3 separate regions of the Mus musculus genome follow, and all the other regions are linked to region 2. Evidence: chromatin contacts called from public Hi-C data. All regions are on one chromosome and are shown on one strand. The core of a region is the stretch at or near the end of the contact, and the rest is flanking DNA. Distances in the headings are between cores, read along the strand shown. Region 1 has its middle 180 kb from the start of Syt1. Region 2 has its middle 100 kb from the start of Gm40757. Region 3 has its middle 130 kb from the start of Syt1.

What was found. Hi-C and Micro-C count contacts between places; a contact is called where the count stands out from the background.
Region 1: a contact with region 2 is called in a Hi-C map of the N1E-115 cell line, with 5 times the contacts expected there. The contact joins two enhancer-like sites. A contact is called at or near these places in 2 of 484 Hi-C or Micro-C datasets (the N1E-115 cell line and cerebral cortex) and 1 of 115 datasets of contacts at active chromatin or transcription factors (neural progenitor cells).
Region 3: a Hi-C map of the N1E-115 cell line shows a contact between it and region 2, with 4 times the contacts expected there. The contact joins two enhancer-like sites. A contact is called at or near these places in 7 of 484 Hi-C or Micro-C datasets (the N1E-115 cell line, cerebellar granule neurons, cerebral cortex and 1 more) and 1 of 115 datasets of contacts at active chromatin or transcription factors (neural progenitor cells).

What each region holds. Positions count from the first base shown.
Region 1 is chr10:109,185,665-109,190,751 of GRCm38.p6, forward strand. No RefSeq gene overlaps it. Among named protein-coding and RNA genes, the nearest start is that of Syt1, 180 kb to the left of the region's middle. Within about 2 kb of position 1,392, at least 11 of the 459 cell types and tissues checked have an H3K27ac peak or open chromatin away from gene starts, as enhancers often do. A contact at or near this core is called in the N1E-115 cell line, where this site is marked.
Region 2 is chr10:109,494,540-109,499,130 of GRCm38.p6, forward strand. No RefSeq gene overlaps it. Among named protein-coding and RNA genes, the nearest start is that of Gm40757, 100 kb to the right of the region's middle. Within about 2 kb of position 1,797, at least 13 of the 459 cell types and tissues checked have an H3K27ac peak or open chromatin away from gene starts, as enhancers often do. A contact at or near this core is called in the N1E-115 cell line, where this site is marked.
Region 3 is chr10:109,134,527-109,139,291 of GRCm38.p6, forward strand. No RefSeq gene overlaps it. Among named protein-coding and RNA genes, the nearest start is that of Syt1, 130 kb to the left of the region's middle. Within about 2 kb of position 2,800, at least 52 of the 459 cell types and tissues checked have an H3K27ac peak or open chromatin away from gene starts, as enhancers often do. A contact at or near this core is called in the N1E-115 cell line, where this site is marked.

The DNA.
Region 1 (5,087 bases), core at 142-2,641, 310 kb before region 2:
ATAAAAGATGCAGCTAATTTTCAAGAATCATTACATTCCTTGAATCACAAATCATTAGCTATTTGTAAATTCAATAAAGCTCAAATTTCACACGTAGTTAGAATAGATATTTCTATTAGTTTCCATCAATCAGAAAAGGGATGGATCTCAAAACTGGCTCATTGACTTTCACAAGAAGCCTCCATTTCCCCTAGACAGTAATTTGTTGAAGGCAGAATATAGACGGTGGATTGCACAGGTGATGTCTATGATGTATAGGTTAGGACCTGAAATGATAGAGATTATATCTAATGTCAGTCAGAACTCAGACAACCTCTATATCTCTGCTCCATGACACTGTGAAACAAAGCTGTACTCTACTCAAGAGAAGCTCAATCAATACCTTTGACTGATAGCTAATTGCAGCAGAGATGTTAGATTTCGAGACTGATATTTTAAGATTCATCTGTTGTAATAAGCAACCTACAGAGTATCCTGGAACATTTATCAGAAACTAATCAAGCTGAATGGGTTATAGGGAACTAAATCAGCTTGGCACTCTTTTGGCAGTGGGGAAGGGAAGTGATCATTTCCCATGCTTTATGAGGACTTTGTATATCACACAGACAGTGCGGGCACCTCATAATGTTTAATGCTTCCACCTTTGTGAGTCTATTTGGCTTTGTTTTGACTGTGATCATAGGTTCTTCCTTTGTCTATGCTTCTTTTCATCTGTCCTCAGAATCCTACAGACTTCAGACTGGATATTGGGGGGGTTTATTGCTGCTTTTTTGTTTTGTTTTGTTTTTAAACTTGTGTTTATATAGAAAATCTTGTTTAGGTATTACTCTTAATGGCGTTGCTTTGGACAACTGTATGTACTCAGATTTGTTCAGGACTTTGTAGCAAGACTGGATAAGAGTGAGAAGCAACAGATCCAAGGCTGGAATGTATAAAGGAAGTTATATGTTCAAAGTATGAGTTTTCTATGACCCCAAGACCCTCACTCATTATTTGTTAAAGGGACATCTTTCCACCAGAAAAAAAAAAAAAAAAACAAGCCAGCATTAAGTGCTGCTGCTTTGCCAAATTCAATTGTAATAAGTGCAGAGACAGGAGACAGACACTTCTGGACTTGAAACAAGCAGCTGGTGCCAGAACTACCATCTCCCTTCTCAGCTACCTTCGGTTTCATTAGCCTTCAGAAATCCTTTGATTCATATGTCTCAAACCAATCTTATTATTCCCTTAAGAGTCCAGCATGAGCAACAGAAGACCACCATTGGCAATAATTGTGTTACCCAACTAGAACATCATTTAGCAGAGGCCTAAAGGTTACTCTGAATCTCAGGTTTGTGCAGAGGCACACTGGAGACGCCCATCTTAGCGTGCAAAGTGCCCTGATGGATCTTATTGTCTGTCTGCATACAATTTTCCTAGTTCTGTTGAAGCATCTTGTCACAATTCTTGTGCTCTTTGGAGAAACTAAACCAACACTTCTGTCACTTTATCCAGAGCTTCACTGACATTTATTCACATTTAAAACACTACCAATTCTAATCATGTTTAAATTGTGAAGGGTAGACCATGTTGGAAGTAAGATCTCAGAAAGTAGAGAATGAAGCCTTCTAAGGAGCTCTGACTTTCCATTTATCCTGCTTAACAATATATTCCTACCTTATATTTATCAATGATTTTGTTGTTTTGCTACTTTGAATTCTACATCTACTACTTGGCCCCCAATTTTGTTATACAGATTCTATTAATAGTTAGTGTCAAACAAAATTATAACCCATGGTTAACTTATTTTGAGATTCCCTAGGCTTGGCCCTAAGACAGAAATTAGAATATGCATAAAAAATACTCTCCATGTGTCTGTGTTCTTCCTCTTCTGGAAGCTACTTGGCAGTGAGCTGTCTGTAAGGTACTTGGGTCAATAAAAAGAAATTTTCCACCTACTTTTTTTTTTAATTTAATCAAGAAACAGCTTTAAATATTATTAGAATAGATTTTTTCCTACCTAACAATAGGAAAATATCTGGGATACCTTTATTATTTCCTTTTTTATTATTTTCCTTTCTATCTCATTTTGTTGTGTTGTTGGTTTTTCCTCAGCCTTGGGAATTAAACCTCAGCCTGTAAAATGCCAGACAGGTGCTGTAACACCAGACTGTATCTCCAGCCCTTTCCATTATTTGTTTTTAAATTTTGAGATCCGGTCTAGGTACGTTTGCTAAGCATGCCTTGAATTTATAATCTTTTTGCCCCCACCTCCCAACTACCTGAACCACAGGTCTGCCTCATAATTATCTGCTACTTCACCATAGTCTCATTGCTATGCCCTGCATCTGCTTTTCTCTATATCTCATACTTACAACATTTTTCAGTGACTATCACTCTAGTTTATCTTTAATTATAATACTCGTGTTGTGTCAGGCATGTGTATGTGAACATACTAGTCTGTCAGCTTCCAACATTAATTCTAATTCCTGAAACTCTTGCAAACTAGCAAGTAATACAGACTCCCCTGGAATCTCCATTTTCTTTCTTTTTTTTTAAAGGAGAGCAAGAATACATGTTCACATAATTTATATTTATTGAGAAAGAATATATGACTATAATCTATACAAGAAGACGATATAATGCCATTCATATTTTGCCTAACTACAGTTGAGACAAAAAAAATTTGTTTGAACCAACATAGTTCTAATTTGAAAATCATTCTTGCACATAGCTGGAGTCATCACCGCTCATGTGATATGCTTTCTCAGATGCTAAACAGGGACCAGTGCCCTGAAATATTCTTCTTCCTCCTGCTCACTGGCGCCTGAAGGGAATTCCCTGGAGTGTCATTATTTTGACTTAAGGTTTCTTGGTCCCTGTTAACATGCAAACAGGTCCTGGAGCCCACACATATTTATGTCATTCCTGTTTGTGAGAAATTTTCAGTACCTTTTCTTGCACCTGGTTTTACTATTCAGTAAATAAGACCTTGAAAAAACGTGAGAGGGCTTAGGGCCAGAGTACATATCACAAAACTGTCTGCTGTATTTTAGTGTGATTATCTGCTTCTGAAGTTTAGAATTCTCATTTTCTTCTGTCTTAAGATGTTTTAAAAATATCTATATGTAGCAACTTAACCCTATAGACAGTCAGTGAATTAGTGTATCTAACACAAAAGTTTTAGTAGGAGATGATAAGCGTTTTACTGTTTCTTTTTGCTGGGAAGTAACCACTAATTTCAGAAGCCAAATTATGAGAGACATATTTTCCGTGGCATATGGCTCCTTGGACGTCTTCCTTGCTTGAGAAACTGGCAGTTCTGATGTTACCTCTGCCTAGTCACATGGTTGGCTTTGCTGATATGCTGTCAGAAGATTCCAGAAGGCGTTAGAATCCCCTGTTTGATTCACATTAGGTCTTTGGTGTCACTACAAGTAACAGAGTCACTTTCTTCCTCTATCAGAATCACCTAAAATTTCAGTGCAGTATTTGATTGAATATTTTGCTTTCTATGTATCAGAGTCCCCCTGCCCAATTTCCACTGAGCGTTAGATATTCAAATATTCCTTAAGAGGACCAAGACAGATTGCTCAACTCAGCTGGTGGGAATTGAGCTGAAAATGACTCGCCTCCTGACTTGTACAAGGGCCAAAAGAAACCTTTCTACTTTGTCAAGTCACTTGAAGAGAAGATCTTTGCACAGCTGTGTGGCACTCCAAGCCTTAGGGACTCAACCACACAATATGTTCAGTTTCTCGGTGCAAAATCCTTCTGAGAGATAAAAATGCTACAAGTATCGTGTTGAAGACAGTCAAAATTATAATGACACATGGTGTTTCTCAGAGGGTAATTTGTAAGCAGGTAAATACTCCTACCTCTGGAAACAAAATGTGTCTGTTCTCATTTGTACAAAGTGTTTGTTTTGTAATTTGCTTCATAGTTAACTACTGTAATAAAGGACTAAATACTGACGAGGGTCAAGTTCAGACACTGTGCATATACAACAGTAGGGCTGATTTGTATAATTACAATCTATATGCACAGCTAGTTCTTCCCCCAAAGGAAAAATCTACTTTGTCATTGGTATGATTTCCTTCCAATATAGCTTAAGTAGCTTTGTAATCAGTCTTAAAATGGGTAGAGTAGAGTAAATGTAATCATATGACTAGGTTTTTACAATAGTAAATGTTTGGAAAAGAGTGAGTATTCATAGATAGGTACATTTCGGGGATTATAAGAATCAGACCCTTGCTCTAGTACAAGTTATTTTGGATAAATCCTGTAGCTTCCCTAGAACTTTATTCTTCCCCACTTGACTGCAGAAGTGTTTATCTAACAGATTTCTTGGAAGTTTGAAATGATATCAAAGTAAAAATTGCAAGCTACATTTTGATGTAGTATCTAGATGCAGTTATTTAAAATATAGTACATCTTTAGCAAATGATTTTTCTAGAATATTTAATCACAGATATGATTAGGGCTAAACAGATCTGCATCTCAATTCCATTGTGTTCTATAAAAATGTGGCAATCAATGTTGATTAGAAAATAATAAGCATTTTAATTTCCTTTGATTTATATTTGTCTTTATTCTTTGATTCCTATGAGTTTCAATTTTTATCTACAACCATTATTGTAAACAGTACTTGTACAATAGAGGCATTACAGGGATTGGGTAACTCTCAGTGGTTGTAGGAACACATATACATTCACGTGCATTTTGTCATTTATGAATTGTGTTGATAATCATAGTAATTATATAGCCCACTAGAAGCTTTAGAGTACCTACTCCTCAATATATTTCATAATATAATGGTGAAAGAACAATGGATAAATCAACAGCAGCTAAAGAATAAAAACAAAAATGAGTCATAACATATAGTTAATTTTCTGACAATATTTTCATTTCCCATTATGTTTATGCCCCTGGGTCTGAAAATCAGAACTATTTCATGTGTGTGCTTCAAAGTACTCTGATCTTGTGTGCTATATTTTTAAAACCCTCTGTATAACCTACAAAAACAACAAGCCTACTTAAAACTGATTATGATATTCAAGTGGATTATTTTCATTTCAATCACTTACTTAAATAGCGCCTCTCTGATT
Region 2 (4,591 bases), core at 547-3,046:
GTCCTAGTATTTTCACTGTTTTGCTTTGTTATGCCTTAATGAATCTGCAATATGCCAAGAACTTCTCTCATGAAGCTGATTATATTTTTAAAGAATCTATAGGTACATATTCCTGTTCCTATCTACCTATTGCTGTGAAGAAACACCATGACCATGATAACTCTTATAAAGAAAAACATTTCACTGGGGCTGGCTTACAGCTCAGGGATTTAACCTTTTATTGTCATGGCATGGTAGCATGCAGGCAGACATGGTGCTAGAGAAGTAGCTAAGAGTTCTATTCCAGATTGGCAGCAGCAGAATGAGAATGACACTGGACATAGTTTGATCTTCTGAAATCTCAAATCCCACCCCTAGTTGTTCCTCTAACAAGGCCACACCTGTCCCAACAAGGCTACTCCTTCTAATAGTGCCACACCCTATGGGCCCCATGGGGTTTGTTTTCTTTTAAACCACCACACCATCTATTTTGCAAAGACACACAGAAAGATCTGCTTAAAACCACAGAAATATTAGGAACTAGTGTCATGACTTTCATCCTATGTCCTTGACTTCAGAGCCTACTGTCATTCCCATTCTACCTTTAACAAATTCTGTTGCCAATTGTCAATTCAGTTGATCTTGACAACAATAGTATTCACTCACTGAAATCAAGTACTTCTTAATTGTCTTTGTCTCCCAAGCAGTAAGGACCTATGGGTCATAGTGCATAGACACATTTTAACGGAACTGGTTGGTGGCAGTGCTATAACAATAACTGTAGAAGAATACATATTTTATATCACAATGGAGTACTCATATGTCTACCTGTGCACAAGTGGCCAGCCTATTTGTCAACATCAGATCAAATAAAATAACCCAAACTCTGCATTTTGAATTAAAATGTCTCTATGATATGAATCATTTTTCTTTCCAGATGTGAAAATGGGACAAGGAAAGAAAAGATTTTATTAGACTGGAAAATAAAGAGTTTCTCAGAGCATGAAACTGTATGTATTCTAAAACCTGTCAGAACAAAATCTTTCATATTTCCATGAAAATCTTTATTTTCCTCTTTTTACTTCCAGTACATTGATTTCATTAAAAACAATTAATCCCTCCATGTAAATAATATACATTTGTGTATTAGTATATTAAATCTATAGTTTGTCTGGCATGTAGGGGAGATTTAAGGTGTCATTCCAATTTCTTTGACCATCATTCACCTAAGTAGATGGTGTTTTAGTCTAAATGGTTCTGCTAGATTTGCTTCATAGGCAGTGATGTGATCTCCTCACTGGTTTCTCTTCATGCTCACACCAGGAAACTACGCTGTTCATTTTTATGTGTCTCAGAAGCAACCCTTAGCACCCCTATTATTATCCATCGTCTGCAGTTCATTTCATTTGTATCTTATAGAAAATAATTTGTCAACAGTTACTGAATATTCTTCCACTTTGGAAATATTTTCAAAGTCCTATAAAATTGCATCTAAAAATAAAAATTAAAAACAGAGGTCATTTCTTTCTCTGATCTTTTAAAAGAACTCCGAGAATTATATTCGCTCACTTCAAATCCCTGGATTCATTGCTGTTAATTAGAGGCCTTGCTCTATGAGTAGCAGTAGACTGCTGTTCTGTTCACTGTAGTATGGATTATTTGTCTCTGATTACACAAGTCTTGTTTCGTTAGAACTGGGGTATATGTCCTCCACAAAAAAGAACCATAACATTAGATGTGTCAGAGACAAGTCTGCATAGCCTGCATCGCCTACATCGCCTTTCTCACAAACACTAACTAGACCAGAACCTTCTAAACACAGAATGCAGTGCTGCCATCTGGGGGATAAAACTTTAACAATGCATTTTCTGTCAGCTGAAACAGAGGGCAGGATTCCAGGAGTCAGAAGACTCCAGAAGCAATAGGACTGTTTGTAAGGTGCAGTATGAAAGCCTATACAAGACTGTGGGTCATTTCAACAAATTAACACCCACACACACATACACCCACACACACACGCGCGCGCGTGCACGCATGCACGCACGAACGCACGTACGTACATAGACCTTACTTTCCAAATAGGGTTCTGTCATGATGACAGATCACTTTTCTTTTATTGTTGACTGTTTATTTCCTTTAAGTTAGGATATCAGCTTAAAAAAAATTCCAGCGCACTCCTTTACCATTGAGAGTCATTGTGAAAAGGCAAAATGGACTATCTGATATCTCTACAATCTTCACTGGCAAAGGAGCTGTTAGCAATACAGTAAGGGTCACAAGTCTCTCATTTGGAACAGTATATCTTTCATTTTCTCTGCAAAATCCAGTTTCCATCAATACAACCTAAGTGTTTCCCTTCCTTATAACAGCATTTCACCCAGTCTGGCAGAAGAAAAACAGACATACAAGTGAGTCAACACCAGCATGGGGATGGAGATTCTAATATACACATTCCTTTGGTGGAAGGCAAATAAATAAGACATTACGGTGGAAAAGCAAGTAGAACCAATTGATTTTTGTTCTTTCTTTAGAGTTCAGTGTATTCCTTTAGTCTTTTTTTTTTTTTTTTTTTTTTTTTTTTTACATTTCTTTCACAATGCACAGAAGGAAGTTGGAGAAAGAATAGTCGATAAGTAAATATCACTGTAAGGCATGAAATCCTATTCACATTAATTTGACCTCTGCTTAGTAAAGCAACAAATCACTGTGTTATTTGGGAGATAGAAAGAAGCCAGAGCTTTCCAAAATAATCAATAACATGTGGACAAGTAGTTTTTAGGATGAGTACTTTTCTTTGCTGCTAATTTAATACACTTGCTGTAATGCAAATAATAACATCCCTTTTCTTGTTTAATGCTAGGAATCCAACCCAGATCCTTGAGCTTCTGTGGCCTCTACCACTGAGCTATATCCACAGCCCTTAGTTATTGAAGACTGATAGTATCTTATGTAGATAGGCGAAGCTGGCCTTGAATTTGCTATGTAGCACAGGGTAGGCTTGAACTCAGGTTCGCATGAATCTCTCAATTCTATCTTCTACAGGAGTGCCATCATACCTGGCATCATTCATTTATGGACCTATCTATCACTGTTACAACCTTTTTATTCTAAAAGATTTAATAATTTTATTATATAAGCTAGAATGAAGTCATCGTGACTTGCACTGAAATTTGGAAGTCCCAAATACCCTCTAAAAAAATGGAATCCCCAAGTGCCTTATCCCAAGGTGTAGGAAACAGCCAAGGTTTCTTGGTGTCCATCTAATCAAGTGTTTGTCTCTGACTGGCCAACCTAATACAGAGCACAATGAGGGACCAGAAAGAAACATTAGACAACACAACTATGTAAAAAGAAGAAAAGACAAAAGAGTAGACTGAAGTCATTGGCACTGCCCAAGAGTAAGCCCTTATGTCAAGCAACATGAAGTCTCTTGAATATATAATCGGGAATATAAATCCTTGGCCACAATCCTATGAATGTGTGCCTTGCCTTTCAGTGTGTTTTTATAGGATTCTTATCTCCATGGTCTCAGAAGAAACAGATTTTGAAGAACACTACTCAATTGGAAGCTGCGGAGTGTTGGCAGGCTCTTTCCTGGTGCAAGTTCACAAAGAGTAGGCCATGGAAGACTTGTTGAAGCCTGGCCCACAGTATGTTTAGCAATCCTGTGCCATGACAAACATTTAGTAGGCCCCTGGGTTCTAGTTACATCCATTCTGGCTGCAGACAAATAAAAAGTTCTCAACACTATGTCTCCTTTTAGCCTGGAAACTCTGATCTTTTGTTTACTTTCTTTTTGTGCTCTTTCAATCACCCTCTTGCCCGATTTAATAGTGACTCCCTTAAGGAGAAATAAAACAATTGGCTTCAGTAGAAAGGCAGCATCCGTAATCTAATGTATCCCAGTTGGCTGGCTCCCCTTGTCTGGTAGTCTTAATGGCTTTGTCCAGTCTTATCTCCTCCTAAGACTGTTTCTTGATGTAGAGACTCATTTTATCACTGCCTCGGTTGGGGCACAGAGTCTTTGGTTTCTGTCAGGACTGATTTACTGTGGCCTTGAATTATAAGACTCTCAGTCAATTTGGCTCACAAGCAGAAGAAACAACAGCCTGCCTTGCCAGAACCTCATTCTCTCTCCAGTTCTCCTCTCCAGAGGCTGGATCTGAGTTGACTGCATTTCTTTGGTAAGATTATGTATGCATCATGGTTAAAAAAAATAATAACAATATAAAATAAGGCAACCAATATGCAACAAGGATATAAGAGCACTGTTTTGGTTGGAAAAATGGGTTCCTGTGTATTCTCTTTAAGACATTTTAGAACATTGTTTTACCATTACATTCTTATGATCAAGAGCTTTCCAGTCCCAATACACTGTCTTCATTCCCTGCCACCTCATAATTAAGGCAGCAGACTACTGGTGGGTATTGCTGCTATCACCCTATTCCATTCAACATGGTCATAGAGAATACAAAATGATGGAAGGTTTAACCAAAAGAGCTGTTTATCTATTAATCATAAGTCAGCTAGAGGTCCAAGGGTGACATGGAGATGCTAGTCACTAGGGTGCCAGATTCATTCAGTTACCTTGTCCTGCCATTTTCTAAATGTG
Region 3 (4,765 bases), core at 1,550-4,049, 360 kb before region 2:
TTTCATTGTATTGGGATTTTATTTATATTAAATAGAAGTGACTCTCTATGGGTCCTTCAGTAACACTACTGATGAATTTGAAGTAAACTAAATGTTAGTATTATGAGAGAAGAGATGGCATCAATTCAACTGGCAGTGAATCCTCGGAATGAGGATTTCCGGCACACGTTCCTATCACAGAGGTATGTTTTGAGTTGATACTTTTATCAGTAGCAAACGCTGAACAACTCTGGCTCTTGTAGATATTTCCATCATAAAATATGGTATAGGTGCATTATTAATGTCCATTTCCAAATAGATCACCAGTTTTATTGGTGCCATTTACTGAACCTTCAAGTGTTTCTTCATGAGTGAAGGTAACTGTGATTCACATAATTATTATAAAACCATGTATCCTTCCTAAATGTGTTTCTGTGCACTGTTGATTTATTCACATACAAGAATAACACTGCTAAATGCCTTCTATTTTTGAGTATTTGTAATTTCTTGCATCAGTGTGTAGTCAAAAATTCCAAGACAAATGGCTATAAGAATAGGTGTCTCTGTGATAGTCATAAGTTTATGATATTTGTACTAGGACTGAACTTCTAATAGAGCACCACTTACTACATGAAGAAAAGAAAGGAGAATACAGGGGAGAATGGGAGGGGAGGTGTATAAATATTTTAAAACTCAGCTCCCCAATATTGATAATAGTATTCATCTGCCCAATGACTATGTTTGAGTAGGACTATCACATGGGACAGGCAGGAAAGGCATTGCTCAAACTTCTCATGGGCAACACTACTGGACTTCCGTAAAACCTGGTTTTCACTTTTGACAACTGGAAAATTCTCAAACAACTTATGGGAAGAGTGCTTCAAGAAAAATTAGTTTTAATGGTGCTTCTGAGCTAAACACCTTAAAAACCATCAAATAAATGAAGCCAATTATAGCTTTAAACATAGTTGGATTTCTTGTTACAGTAAAGTTAGTGAGCTTTGCCTGTTCTGAAATCAATATAAATTGTGTTTATATTTTATTGTGACATATGAAACTCTCAAAGATATTTTTATATTTTTTTCTTCTATAAGATATGTTTAAATATAAATTTAGCATTTTAAATTTGCATATTGAACCAGTTATGGCTCTAAAAGTAGTATAGAAAGCTTTAACTTATATTATCCTCCTGAGACATATCAAATGTCTAAGTAATTATCTGTCCTAAATTGGTTGGATATATATTTTGAGTATTTTTCAATGAGCAATTAATATTGGTTGTATTAACCACATATGTAGCATAGGATTGCCTTGTTGGGCACCAATGGGAGGAGAGGCCCTTGGTCCTGTGAAGGCTTGATGCCCCAGTGTAGGGGAATGCCAGGGCAGGAAGGCTGGAATGGGTGAGTGGGTGGAGGAACACCTTCATAGAAGCAGGGGGAGGGGGAATGGTATGAGGGGGCTTCCAGGGGAAATCAGGAAAGGAGATAACATTTAAAATGTAAATAAATAAAATATCAATAAAAGAAAAGAAAAAATGACTTTTGTCTTATTATACTTTATTTTGTTATGTTTTGTTGTCATGTCTAATAAGCCTGTTCTTTTATAATGAGAGACAGAAAGGGAGTAGAGGTGAAGGGAGTAGAAGAAATTAGGAGGGGTAGAGGGAGGAGAAACGAATGAGCACATAGTATATGAGAAAAAAATATTTTCAATAAAAAGGGGAAGTGGATTTCCATAGCTTATATATTTCTTTCTTTTTATTAGATATTTTCTTTATATTCATTTCAAATGCTATCCTGAACGTTCCCTATACCTTCCCCCCTGCCCTGTTCCCCTACCCACCCACTCCTGCTTCTTGGCCCTGGCATTCCTCTGTACTGGGGCATATAAAGTTTGCAATAACAAGGGGCCTCTCTTCCCAGTGATGGCTGACTAGGCCATCTTCTGCTAACTATGCAGCTTTTTCATGACTGTTAATTTATTGACATTCTCTCCCTCTCTCTCTCTTCTCTCTCTCTCTCTCTCTCTTCTCTCTCTCTCTCTCTCTCTCTCTCTCTCTCCCTCTCTCGCTCTGTGTGTGTGTGTGTATGTGTGTTATATAAGAGTTGACTTACTAGTACCCTGTGGTAGCTTCCAAAGATGGGGAGGAGGGAGATTATACAATTTGCTCTTTGACACAATGAACGAGATCATTCAACAGCAAGAATATATCTGACCCAAATATTTCTCATCATCATGTAGTTCTTAATTTGATGAGGACATTTAACTGTCTACATTTTGCTTTTCAACTGCATACCTCTGTTCGAATTTCAGACTCCAGTCCAGGGAGACAGTTTGATTTGAAGAGAAGGAAGCTCTTCATAGCTATTTTATAATTCTAGCTTTAAAATAGGACACAGCTTCCTCAGCTGAGGCACTGACAGTTTCCCTGAGGTAATGTAGGAGGTAGTCTGGTGGTAGGGAGAGACTCAAAGATCTGTTGTCATTTTTATATTCTGTAGGTAAACACAGGACATTACCACCTTGTCCTGCAGCATGGGAGTAGGGTAAGAGTATATGAGGCAAGTTAGTTCAAAGCAGGTGTCCATTAAGGGGATAGATGAGCAAAGTGAAGGGATTTTTATTTTAAAAAATTAATAAATGATAAGCATCTGAAAATTTAGAAATAGGAGTAACTCTGCAGGGATAGATGTCTGAAGGTGGTGTTAAGGGAAGGAGAGAAACCTGTGTTTCAGACGTGGATGCATCCAAGTAGTCCAGAGGAGCTGACATTCTTACTTTCACTTTCAGTTGCCTAAATGGCATTGCTTAACTCAGTGTGAGATTCTGGATTCTTCCCTTTAGCTGCAATGCTGAGTGGTCATTCAATATTTGCCTCACTGCCTATGGTGCAGAACTGTTGACATCTGGATGGAATCTAAGGTAGCATTTTATATTTTTCTATGGCCTTGTTATGTTGTAAACAGAAAAGAGTCAGGAAGACAGGAGGACTTATGCAGGAACTGCTAGAATGGAACCTTCATTTTAGCAACCACACAGATCTTTCATTATAACATAAATTAAGAGCCCACAAAGCCCAGACTCAAAGTAAAGTGCATTAAAGGAAGTTGCAACTTAGAAAAATCAAAGTACCGTTTCAGCTTTTAAAACACAGTAAAAAGGGACTTTCTGAAGTTCATTTTACAAGTCTTCCTTTGTTAGATAGCTTTGCTCTCTGTAGATCTTGAGCAGCTCCCAAATATGCTTTCTTCCCTCTTCACTTTCTTGGTTCCCTGGTTACTCTGAATCCAGCTTCAGTCCCCACACAGGGACCTCTCACCCTCCCTCCCTTCCTTCCTCTCCCTCCCCTTCTCCATCTCTTCCTCCTTTATCCTTCACCCCTCCCTCTCTATCTTCCCTTCTCCATCTCTTCCTCCCTTATTCTTCCCTCCTTCCCTCCCTCCCTCCTTCCCTCTCCCTTCCATTCTCCATCTCGTCCTCCTTTATCCTTCACCCCTCCCTCCCTCCCTCCTTCCCTCCTTCCCCCTCTCCCTCCTTCCCTCTCTCTTCCCTTCTCCATCTCTCCTTCCTTTATCCTTTATCACCTCCCTCCCTCCTTCCCTTCCTCCTCCCTCTTTCTTTCCTTCTCCAACTCTTCTCTCTTCTTCCTTTATCTCTCACACTCTCTCCCTCCCTTTCTCCATCCCTACAACTTTCATCTTGCCCCTAACACCAACAGTTCCCTACATCACATTTTTCTTCTACATGACTTGACCAGTGCTTCTGACTCCTCATATAAAAGTTTCTATCATCCCCCTTTCTCACGATATTTAGAAGGTATCTATTTAAATTCTCCCAGACTGTTTGGTAGAAAACTAACAAGGGAAGTATGGCTACAGGAATTCTTGAATTTTACTTTAGAAATTGTCTATACAATTTTTGGCATAATTTTTTTCTTTGTGCTTTAGAGTTTTTTCATTTTTAACTGATAAAATAAAGCATGTGCATATTATATTTTAAAAACAATAAATTAGGAAGATTATTTATGTAAAATGTCTAGGATCTAATTCAGCCATATTATTCCTTTTTTTTTTTTTAAACAAATCACTCCATAACTCTAGTGGAACATTAATGTCTGTAGAGAGGAGCACAAGAGAAAAATCTCATCAAACATTCACTGTGTTTAATGTAGTTCATTCAATATTCCTTGCTATTTGCATCAGCAGCTATAAAAATGATGTCTAACTAATAAAAAGGCTTAAGGGGAAAGAGCAACATTTTGTGCAAATAAGTTTATTATAAACTGGAAATGAGAACGTGAAGGCATTTTGGACTGACTTCACCTCTTTACTTTGGAAAAGAAGGAAGCTAAGCAGACTGGAACCTTTGTAGAATTAAATTATTCTATTTCTGAAGGCTATTAGGGAATTCTATGCTGACTTTGTACTTGACTCAATAGCCATATTAATGAGAATTCCTCCATAGAATATAAAGAATGTTCTTCTATGAAGAGGTAGATATATTAAATCAAGTTTGTAGGGTATTATTGACTAAAGTTCCATAAGAGTTTCTTACATTTTTGGCAAGAAAAATACCCGTGCAAAAATGTTTAAAATAAATTATTCACACTAATGGAAGATAGCATGCATTTTTTATATTTTTATATAAAATTAATAAAAATCATTAGAATGGGACTGCATTTTCAGATTGGTTTCTCGTGAGAGCTTTGCAGAAAGGCAGCACAGGCTGCTAGTTAACTGAATTGTTGTGGAAGTCAGACAGGGTGGTATGGAAATCAACTCTC